Linked DNA regions of Ovis aries: region 2 is linked to region 1. Evidence: chromatin contacts called from public Hi-C data. All regions are on one chromosome and are shown on one strand. Each heading gives the region's core, a stretch centred on a gene start, on an enhancer-like site or on the middle of the called end of the contact. The rest is flanking DNA. Distances are from core to core; before and after follow the strand shown.

Evidence for each region. Hi-C and Micro-C count contacts between places; a contact is called where the count stands out from the background.
Region 2: a contact with region 1 is called in a Hi-C map of liver, with 3 times the contacts expected there. The contact joins two enhancer-like sites. A contact is called at or near these places in 4 of 16 Hi-C or Micro-C datasets (blood, liver, muscle and 1 more).

What each region holds. Positions count from the first base shown.
Region 1 is chr19:60,192,576-60,198,354 of ARS-UI_Ramb_v3.0, reverse strand. It overlaps CHCHD6 (coiled-coil-helix-coiled-coil-helix domain containing 6), which reads left to right. Exons shown (of 8, transcript XM_027957877.2): 6 at 4,554-4,624. Among named protein-coding and RNA genes, the nearest start is that of PLXNA1, 18 kb to the right of the region's middle. Within about 2 kb of position 4,089, at least 17 of the 54 cell types and tissues checked have an H3K27ac peak or open chromatin away from gene starts, as enhancers often do. A contact at or near this core is called in liver, where this site is marked.
Region 2 is chr19:60,294,473-60,299,714 of ARS-UI_Ramb_v3.0, reverse strand. No RefSeq gene overlaps it. Among named protein-coding and RNA genes, the nearest start is that of TXNRD3, 6.9 kb to the left of the region's middle. Within about 2 kb of position 3,789, at least 12 of the 54 cell types and tissues checked have an H3K27ac peak or open chromatin away from gene starts, as enhancers often do. A contact at or near this core is called in liver, where this site is marked.

The DNA.
Region 1 (5,779 bases), core at 2,840-5,339:
AGCTCCTGGGGAACGTAGAACTCTGCAGTGTGCCGCTTCGGACTGCAGCCAGGTTTCCCAGAGGGTGGGGTTCTTTGTGGAGTAGCAGCCGTGGCTGATGGCACGGCGTCCTCAGCAGCAAAGCAGGCTTAGCCTCAGGCGCCCCTGGCTGGGGGCAGCGGTTCTCACGTTAGGTGCCCAGGGCACCCCCCACCCACCCCGCTCCGGGAACTTCTTTAGACACCAATGCCTGGGCCTACCCCAGACCACCACCCAGCAACCTGCAGGCTGGGCTCCAATGGCCCTGTGGCTCCAGGGCTGAGGCCTGCAGGTGTGAGGCCACAAGGACAGGGAAGCACGGAGGCGGGGCCCCACCAAGGGCCCCAGGAGTTTAGAAAGCGGCTATGCTGCCTGTGGGCACCTCGGTTCTGCACACCTGTGCTCCCAGGCGTCCTGAGCACTCAGGTCTGTGGGAGCACGCTGACCAGCAGGCCCGGGGCCAGTCTGCCCCATCAGACAGGCTGTGAGCGCTGCTGCTGCAGGCCCCTGACCCGGCCTCCAGCGGGCCCATGCCCCGGCTGGCCGCTCGGGGACGTGTCCAGCCCTGGAGCCAGGTTCTGGAAGCAGGTGCCGGCGTCACTGCCACGGGAGCGTCCTCTGAGCCTGGGGCCCGGTCTCAATGCCAAGCACCCCTGCGTGGGGAGCCTGGCCGGTACCCCCGTGGCCTGAGTCCCTTCCCCGTGTGGCTCCTGGTCCTCCAGCTGCCCGTGGGGAGCGGTCCTGGGACCTTGACCCTGCGGCCCTTTGCTCAGGGTTTGGTCACCAGCAAGTCACAGAAGTGGAGTTAAATTTGTGTCTCTTCATTTTGAAAAATTCTTTTTAATTTTCTGTTGTGCTGTGCATTTTGTTTTCAAACTAATTAGCTATTCATTTAGCCAAATATGTTTCTGCAAGTGTGAGAAGCAGCTGACCCGCATGGAGGCCTGGCTGGCTGCCAGGCTTTTGTGAGGACAGAACTGCCCGCCTGGCGGCCAGCCTCCCGCCACCATCGCACAGCTCAGGTGTCCCGGTCCCTCACGTGCGCTCCCAGCAGCTCCCCACTCCAGCCGGAGCCGACCCCCATCCTGAAGGGCCCTGCTACAGAGCGCGAGTGTGGACCCCGTGTTGCATGGGCCTAGTGTGGAGTGTGTGCGTGTGGGCGCGTGTGTCTGCATTGATGTCTGCATCTACAGGGGTACTGTCCACACGGAGCTGCCCAGGACGCTCGTTTTCTCTTCCTGAGGGTGAGCAGCAGCCCCCCAGCCACACTCAGCAGCCCCTCAATGTGCGAGGATGCTCAGCAGGGCCCCGGGGAGCCCAGGCCTCGAGGAGCTGCAGCAGGAAGCGGCGGGGCACCTCCCCCCTGACTGTTCACAGGCACAGGTGCTCACAGGGGGCTCTTGCCTGGAGCCAGCGCCACACTCCAATCAGCAGTTCACACTGCGGCCAGGCCCTGCTGGCAGGAAACGGGCTGTGGAGGCGTCCAGGTCGTGGGTTGGCGGTGGGGGGGGGGGGGGGGGGGGTCCAGGCCCTGGGGGGCCTGGTGGGAGGGGCTCCGGGGAAGCGCCGCTCCGGGCTTGGAGGGCCTGCCAGCGGGCTGGCCCCGGCCTGGGGTCCCCCTGAAGTCCCTGGGCCCCACGGCCCCGCACGGCGGTTCACTCCTTGCGGCCGCAGAGCAGGGCCGAGCCCGTCTCCTCTTCGCTCCTTAAGTGTGCCTTGAGATGCTGTCTCCTGTGGGGGGGGGGGGTCCGAGCCCCTCCTCCAGCCTGGCCCTCGGCGCTCTGCCCCGGCCGTGTGCCCCCTGTCCCCCTGCCCTGGGAGATCTGCCCTGCTCCACCCTCAGCCGCTCCTGGGGGCCGCTGCTTGGGCACCACCAGTGCCAGCCGCTCTGGGCATGGATGGGGCGACGCAGCTGGAACTCCCTCCCATGGGGAGCTTTCCTCCAGGAAACACCGTCTCCCTTCCAGATAATTCCCCTGGCTGCCGGTCGGTGGGTGTTCAGATTTTAGAGTTTCATTGTTTCTTCTGTGCGGGCCCACGCACCCCGAGCGTCTTAAACTCGCCGTCTCCGTGGCCTCTGTGGCAGTGCCCACAACACGGCTCAGGGGGCTCTGCGACTGTCCGCAGGGCACAGAGAAGCCGGGCAGTGGGCCCCCTGGGCTCCCGCTGCCAGGGGCCCTCACGCAGGAGCGGCACACCGCCCTCCCAGCCTCGCAGGCACCCACCCTGGTGTGATGGGGACTGCCTGACGCGTCCCCCCCTGCCGTCCCCCTCACCTCCACCTTCTCTTTTGAGCTGAGAACCCAGGCCCTTGGAGAAATCAGACAGGATGAAATATGGAAGCTGCTCGCGAAGTAACTGAAGAAACACCACGACTCTTAAAGCCCGTGGAGATAAGGCTCACACCTCCTTACTCCTGTTGTTTAATTTTTAATGGCAGCTTTAATTAATGGAGATGAGGTCTTCTGGTTTCAGACTCACTCTGAGCAGCGGGAGCGGGGAGGCCGGCTGTTCACGGGCGGAGGAGGGGCTCCGAATTCCTCGGGTCTGCTTTAGGGGACAGGCGAACGCCAGGTGCAGGAGATGGGGTGCCGCTGGGTTCCCGGGCAGCAGGGCTGGGGGGTCACGGCGCCACCACACTGAAAAATGAAGCCTTGCAGCCCCTGCGGTCGGGCTATGGCGGAACCCCTGGCACGCACAGGGTCCTGGCATGTGTGGGGGATTCCCCGTCCTTCCCGAAGCCCTTGTGTGGAGTCTGTAGGGCCTCGCTCTCAGTGGCTGCAGGCTCAGAAGGCGCACCTTTCAGCAGTCCCAGGAAGCTGGGTGGACGCAGGCTGCTGCTTGCTTCAGGGCAGCGGTGGGGGCAGCCATCCCACACAGGCAGGTCGGACGGGCAGGTGGAGGGTGGGCCTCTGAGTCCTGTGGCCGTGGAGGAAGTGGCTCCGGGGTTATCGGTGCTTCTCTGTCTGCACGCTCTTCCTGTGGCAGACCTCACCTGCCACAGGCCAAGCCCACAGCCTGCCCGGCCGCAGACCCAGGCCCCCCACAGACCCAGGTGCCCCCCCGGCCAGGCCGTGCATGGAGGAGCAGGTCGGAGCCCCCAGGCCCATCCAGCTGTGCTGCTCCCTGGGGAAGACCAGGCGTCAGCACGTCCTCGCAGGGTCCGGGGGAGCCTGGTGGGGTGAGGGGAGCCCCACTCCTTTCCTGACTGTTGCACTGGGTGTTCAGCCCCCAGCGCGGCCCAGAGCTGATTCTCCACCCTTCCTGGGCCCTGCTGCTCCCCGGAGCCCCTTTCGTGTGCCCACCAGGGGGTAGCTCCCTGGGCCAAGGGTCCAGGACAGGGCTGAGGGCCCGGTCCCAGTTCCCCCCCATCAGCCCAGCCCCTGAGGTGGGGCTGGTGCCCACCCTGCCCAGCTCTGACCCTGCCTCCTGTCGCCTCCTCTGGTCCAAGGGGTCCAGGCTGCCCGTGTCTCCCGTGGAGGTGGAGTCGCAGCGCCGGGCTGGGAGGCTGACGGCCGCGGGGGCCCCGCGTGACCAGGCCTCACGCACTGCGGTGGGAAGGGGCGGGCCAAGCCTGGGCAGGCCACTGGGCACCTGCTGGTGTCTGAAGGCAGCCTCGGGGTCAGGCTCCTCCCATGAGGTCCTTCTCAGGACACCCTGGGAGACGTCAGGCCCTCTTGGGGCCTCACTGGAGCTGGTGCTGGGGCAGGCGTGTGTGAGTCTCTCCTGGAAGAGCGGCGTGTGGGCTGCTGGCCCGGTGGCCTGAGGCCGCTCACCCGGCGCAGAGAAGTACCGTCCCCTGCGGCCCCTGCCCCGTTGGCTCCGCCCCCCGTGGCCTCCCCACGGCCCCTGCGCGGGCGGTCCTTGGACGGAGGGCAGCATGCGCCCGGGGCCCGCGGGCCCTGCAGTGGGGCGGGCGTCCTGGGCTGCAGTCTGGCATCTGCGCCTGCAGTGTGGCTTGGGGCAAGTCGCTTCAGATCTCTGGGCGGCAGAGGCCTGTTTGGACCAGACGGCGCTCAGCAGACACCCCAAGGGACAGTGAACGTCCTGGGCTGCGGCCTCGCAGTCTCCAGGTGCTGTGTAGCCCTGAGCGGCCTGTGCTGTGAGCTCACGAGTCGCGGGAGTCGCGTGTGTGACCACGTGTCCATAAAGCTCTCCTACAGGTGGGGGAGGGCTCGCTCAGGGGGGTCCGTGTGTGCCGGGCCCCTGCTGTGCTGCCAGGGGAGTCTGTGGGCCGGGCCGGGCGGCGGGGCGGGGCCGGGGCGGGGCGGCGCGGGGCGGGGCGGGGCGGGGCGGCGGGGCGGGGCGGGGCGGGGCGGCGGGGCGGGGCGGGGCGGGGCGGCGGGGCGGGGCCGGGCCGGGCGGCGGGGCGGGGCCGGGCCGGGCGGCGGGGCGGGGCCGGGCCGGGCGGCGGGGCGGGGCCGGGCCGGGCGGCGGGGCGGGGCCGGGCCGGGCGGCGGGGCGGGGCCGGGCCGGGCGGCGGGGCGGGGCCGCAGGACTTCCCTGCGACCTGTGTCTCTGTGTTCTCTCCGCAGAACCTCGAGGCGTACAGGCTGTCGTCTCAGCAGTTCCATGAGGCAGCCACGAAGATTGAGGGCACCATCAAGTAAGGGCCCCTCCTCCTCCTCCCAGCGAGCCCAGCCGCAGCTAAACACTGCCCCTCGGGGAAACCCGCCCCTGTGCCTCTTCTCGGGCTGCTGGAGGGACACTGACAGTGTCCCTTCCTGCTCACAGGCCCCCACGTCTGTCTCGTGCCAGGGGTCGGGGCAGAGCCACTCCAGGCCCACGTCCTGCGTGTCCTGTAGGCTCAGACCCCCAGGGAGTCAAGAAGGGGTGCTGCCAGCCTCGCGGTCCTGGGGGTTCCGGGGTGGCCTGGCCCTGAGCCACATACCTCTGCAGGATGCTGGTTGGGGGAGCTTGTGCAGGACAGGGCTGAGCTACAGCGTCGTGTCTGTCTGTCCTCCCGTGCTGGGGGCCTGGGGGCGGAGCCTCAGGAAACGGGGCACAGCCGGAGGCAAACGCAGCTGTTACTTGGGGTGCAGACCTAGGAGGGCCCCGTGGGGCAGGAGAGCAGGCCTTGTACAGCGACGAGGGCGCTGCTCTGCTGACCTCCCAGGGGCTTTGTCGTCTCCCAGCCCGTGTGCCCTGGGCCAGAGCACGGGCCCCAGGAAGCATGGTGACTGTGGCTCTGTGCATGGCTGAGAGGTCTGGGCAGCAGTCTGCAGGCCCCGGCTGAAGGCGGTGGCGCCGGAACCCGGGAGCCCTCTGTCCCGAGGGTCCACCTCCAGAGAAACAGGGTGCAGGGCACAGGCTGGCCACCGCCACCCTGGGGCTTCCTGCGTGCTCTCCAGAGGCCGTAGGTTTTATTGCCCAGGACTGGGGCCTGGGTCCCTGGTGCGGTCAGACCCCAGGGAGTCGAGCCCCTGGGTTCTGAAGCTTCTCTGCCTTCCAGCCTCTGGGAAATGGAGCGTATACCTGCGGCCATTATTCCTCAGAACCCCTCAGAGTGTCCCCAAACATCACTCCTGCTGTTACCTCAACCCCCCAATGCATTCGCAAATGAGGGGCGGTTTGGGGCCACTGCTTGGGGCACCCCAAGACCCCAGGACCCCGTGGGTGGCCCCTTGACGGCTGCTGCAGCCCCGCCAGCCGGAGCCTACTGACCGTTGGGGTTACGCTCTGACAGGCTGACCTCCAGCTCCTCCCAGACCCTACTGACTGTTGGGGTCATGCTCTGACAGGCTGACCTCCAGCTCCTCCC
Region 2 (5,242 bases), core at 2,540-5,039, 100 kb before region 1:
AATTCTGTAAAGCAATCATCCTTCAAAAAAAAAATTATTAAAAAAAAGGAAAGGAATCCTGACCCATGCTACAGATAGATGAACTCTGAGGACATCAGACTGAAATAAGCCAGTCAGAAAACAACAAATACTTTCAGACTCACAGGGCAGAAAGCAGATGGCGGCTGCCAGCGGCTGGGGTGGGGATGGAGAGTTACTGTCCAGTGAGGCCAGAGTGCCAGCTGGGGAAGATGAGAAAAGCTCTGTGGGTGGGCGGTGGTGATGGCGGCACCCAACAGGAACGGTCTTAATGCCGTGAACCCTAGGATGGTTAAAACAGTAAACAGTATCATGCATATTTTATTACAGGAAAAAAAGCTAACCAATGCAAGCGTGTTTTCAATCCACAAAAGTGTGAGTTGAGGATTAGGGAAAACACGGCTTGAAAAATAATTTGGGGAACGGATTAAAAAAATCAGGGCACATTTTTCACTCTTTAGTTTGGGCCATGAGGTCGCCTGACTCACAAGAGCTTCCTTCCTGGTCAGCTGCCCCCGAGTTCAGCACACTCCTCCCAGGTGGGACTCCAGTCCCAGGGCAGACCCTATCACTCTTCTCCAGCCTGACGCCATCAGGTCCACACTCAGCGGCACACGCTTAGACCTCAGTACCACTGAGAAGCTGAAGGCCAGCCCGTTCCCACATCCCTCTCCTGGTTCTCTTCCGACACGCTGCGTTCAGCCCAGTATTTTCATGTCATCACCTCCTGCCTTTGCTCACACGAATTCCTCAACTACTGATGCTGTACCTTGCCTACATCCAACTTATCTCTCCAGGACCAGCTTAAACATCACATCTTCAATTCCTCTGACCCCCACAGAAGCAGCTGCTTTACCTCCCATTCCCACAGCACCTGCCTCACACGCACGTGTCTTTCAGAACGTGATGACAGGCTGATCACAGCTGCTTTAGGCCATGCGTTCTTGAAAGGCAAGGCCACAGGTAGGGATGTGGAATACGGTGCCCAGTTTGGGTGATGCATGGTCAAATTACCACACAACCTGTTTAGTGAGGGGGTCATGTGTGAAGACAGATAATGCATAAAAAGCTTGGCCAGGAAAGAAAAGCGCTCAGGGAAAGTACCGGAAGATCTGTCATCCAACTGGAAGCCAGATCCCTAATGCACTGGAAGCCAGATTCCTAATTGTGTGCACTGGAGTGACAGGCACCACCAAAATGTTTCAGACGGACAGATTTGGGCTCCATTAAAAAAGTTTTGATTGAAGGTGGGAGGAGAAGGGGACGACGGAGGATGAGATGGCTGGATGGCATCACCAACTCAATGGACGTGAGTTTGAGCAAACTCCCAGAGTTGGCGATGGACAGGGAGGCCTGGCGTGCTGCAGTCCATGGGGTCGCGAAGAGGAGGACACGACTGAGAGACTGAACTGAACTGAGAAAAGGTCTAGTAAGCAAAGCTGTCCAGTTACGTAACAGGACTCCAAGTGGTGGCCATGTTGTTAGAAGCAGTAGCGCACACAGAACAGAGAACCATCTGTCCTAAGGTGCTCCGTGTCAGCAAAGCGTTCGCCAGAATGATGTAAAGCCGTTTATTCATTCAACCCATTTACCCGCCTCACACTGTTCTAGGCCCCAGCGACACAGCAGTGGCCACACACAGTTCTGATGGCTTGGCTCTTTTATAAGCTTCAAAGGACAACTTCAATAAGCAGAGAAAAAAGACAAGAGGTTGGAAATAAACCAACACGTATGTGAGAATCAGACAGGTGATTGGTGAGCATTCAAACCACAGTGGAAAGAATGGACTCTCTGAAAAAGGAAGAGGGACAACTGATAAGTTATAAAGGAAAAAAGGAACTGGATCCCCACACGTCCTCGGCTTCAAGTTCAGGTGGGACAGAGAAGAGGGGTGTGAAAAGCACACCAGAAACTTCCAGCAGCCCACACAGGAGGATGTCTTTATGACCTCAGAGTAGAAAGACTTCTTAAAAAAGGCACAAACCAGAAAGGAGAAAGTGACAGATTCACTATGTTAAACTTCCACACTCAGTTAAACCAAACATCACATAAAGAGAGTAAAAAGAAAGACCCAATCCGGGAGACTTTCCAATACATAGAACCGAAGGACTGGAGTCCACAATATATAAAGAAGGTCTACAGAAGCAGTATAAAAAACGACCTGATAGAGAAATAAGCAGAATGCCTGAATGTTTCCCAGAAGAGGAAACTCAAATGACCCATACACACAGGTAAAGATGTTAAGTTCATCAAGAAAATGCAAAACTAAGGCTACAATGAAATACCATCTCATAAACACCAGAATGGCGAGAATTAAATGTATCAACTGCTGTCAAGGATGTAGGGCAGTGGGCACTGGTAACACACCAGAGAGAGGGCAAGCGGTAGGACCGTGCGGGAAACATTCCGGTGTCACCTAAGGAAAAAATTGGGCCTCCTCTGTGGCTTAGCAATTCAGCTTCAAGACATCTCCTCTCAAGCAGCTCTTGTATGTGTGCACTGGGAGATGTGGCAAGAACAGGCATGGCCATACTGCGTTTGAGAGCAAAATACTAGAAACATCAAGCCTGATAACTGTGCTTATGAGTCACCCTCAGGAACAACACAGCAATGAAAACTAAGAAACCACACTTACAGATACTAACATCCAGCAATCTCTAAAATATAACTGTTGGGAAAAACACGCAGAGTATAAAAACCCATGACTCTACTTACACAAAGTACCAATACAAGCCAAAAGGAACCAAGTATTGTTAAGGGATACATACGTTTGGCAACAAAACTGTTAAGGGAAAGCAAGTGGTTCTGGCCAGGGGTGGCCCTGGAGTGGAGAGGATGAACCAGGAGGCCCCTGCTGGAGTGTGGTCTGCTAGAGAAATGCAAGGGGCACGTGTGACGCGCACACTCGTCTGGAAAACGTGCAAATCAGTGTCCACCTGACAGTCAGCCTGAAGACCCTAATCTCACGACTCTAACCCGACAATTTAGGCTTGTGCCTCCCCCAGGCGTTGCTTCAACTCTCAGACGTGGACGTAGCCTTCAAAGACGCCAAGCCCCATCCTACACACGGGTTCGTCCTCCAGAGCATCACTGCTCGACTCTCAGCTCCCGCGCGTGCCCCGCGTGCAGTCCTGCCTAAACGGCCGCCCGGCCGGCCCGGGGCACGCGGTGGGGTCCGCACAGCCCCGCCGCCCGCCGCCGTCGTCCCCCAGGACGGGACCCGGGGGACCTGTCCCCTCAGGTGCCCACGTCCAGCAGGCTTTCGGCCGGCGCAGGACCGCGGCTCGCCCGCCGGCCCGTCGGAGGCCGCAGGCGGGACCGCGCGGCCCAGCCGAGGGCGGATCGGACGAGCCCGGACCGAGGCCGGGGCGCGGCGCCGTTGGGGCCCGGGGCCCTGGCCGCCTACCCGCGTGCTGTGCGGGCAGTAGGTCTTGCTGAAGATGACCACGCGGTGGCCCTCAATGAGGCCCAGCAGGCGGCGCCGCAGCTCCTCGCGGGCCGCGCGGGACAAGCGGCGGGCCCCGGGAGCCGGCGGGCAGGCCCGGCGCCCGGGCGGCGACGACGGCCCGGCCGCGCCGCGGACATTGCCCAGTCGGCGGCTGGGGGACGAGCCCCTCCCTGGCGTGGAAAGCGTCTGTGCCCGCGAGGGCGGCGGCGGCGGCGGCGGCTGCGCCAGGATGGCGGTGTCGCTCCCGCACCGGCAGGACTGCCCAGACACCAGACACCGACTTGAGGCGCCGAGTGGGCGCGAAGGCCGGACCGCTCGCCCCTCTCCCGGCTCTGCCCCGCCCCCGGCTCCGCCCCGTCCCCGGCGCTCGCCCAATCCCGGATACGCCCCGCCCCCGGCGCTCGCCCCGCCCCGACGCTCGCCCCACCGCGCCTCTGGCCCCGCCCCGACGCTCGCCCCGCCCCGACGCCCGCCCCGCCCCGACGCTCGCCCCGCCCCGACGCTCGCCCATCCACGCCGCTGGCCCCGCCCCAGCCCCGCCCGACCCTCGGCTGTTGCGAAGTAAACCGCTGATAGACCGCAGTGCTGGACTCGCCCAGTCTTCGTAAAGTGGCGGGGGTCAGGCTTCACGGTCTTGTTAGCTCGATGTGGTGCGCGCACCGCGGGGTCGCCGGGTTTCCGTATGGTCCCCAGGGGCGCCCCCCGTGAAGAGCTTACTTCCACTCCACCAGCCCCCTCAGGCCTCCTTTAGAGACACAGTCTTCAGTGAGGTTGGATGTCTCAACCTTTTGGAAGGAGTGAATAAATAAAAACCATCTTTACAAAAAATGGCTATTTTTTTAAAGCTTATATCCCACAAAGTAAATAAAAATACTACTAGCAAAACCTAGACAGCGTATTAAAAGCAGAGACATCACCTTGCCAACAAAGGCCCATAAAGCTATGGTTTTTCCAGTAGTCATGTATGAATGTGAGAGTTGGCCTATAAAGAAGGTCGAGCACTAAAGAACTGGTGTTTTCCAATTGAGGTGCTGGAGTAGACTCTTGAGAGTCCCTTGGACTGCAAGGAGATCGATCAAACCAGTCAGTCCTAAAGGATATCAACTCTGAATATTCACTGATGCTGAAGCTGAAACTCCAATACTTTGGCCACCTGATGCAAAGAACTGACTCACTGGAAAAGACCCTGATACTGGGAAAGATTGAAGGCGGGAGGAGAAGGGGACAACAGAGAATGAGATGGTTGGATGACATTACTGACTCAACGGACATGAGTTTGAGCAAACTCTGGGGGTTAGTGAAGGACAGGGAAGCCTGGCATGCCGCAGTCAATGGGATCACAAAGAGTCAAACACGACTTAGCAACTAAACAGCAACAACTGGGTTTCTGTTAGATACCTCATATAGCTACGACATTTTAAAATGAATTTCCTAGGCTGCTACCCCTCAGTCCCTACTGCATGGAATTCTGGAGGCATTTATTTATTTATTTATTTATTTTTAGATTTTAAATCTTTGGTACTTTTTCATTTTATGTTTTTTGAATGATTGTCATTATTATTATTATTTTTACTATAAATTTATTTATTTTAATTGGAGGCTAATTGGAGGCATTTCTAATAAAGGGACCCTGAGTTTCTTGGGCTCCAAAATCACTGCAGATGGTGACTGCAGCCATGAAATTAAAAGACACTTGCTCCTTGGAAGAAAAGCTATGAGAAATCTAGACAGCATACTAAAAAGCAGAGACATGACTTTGCCAACAAAGGTCTGTCT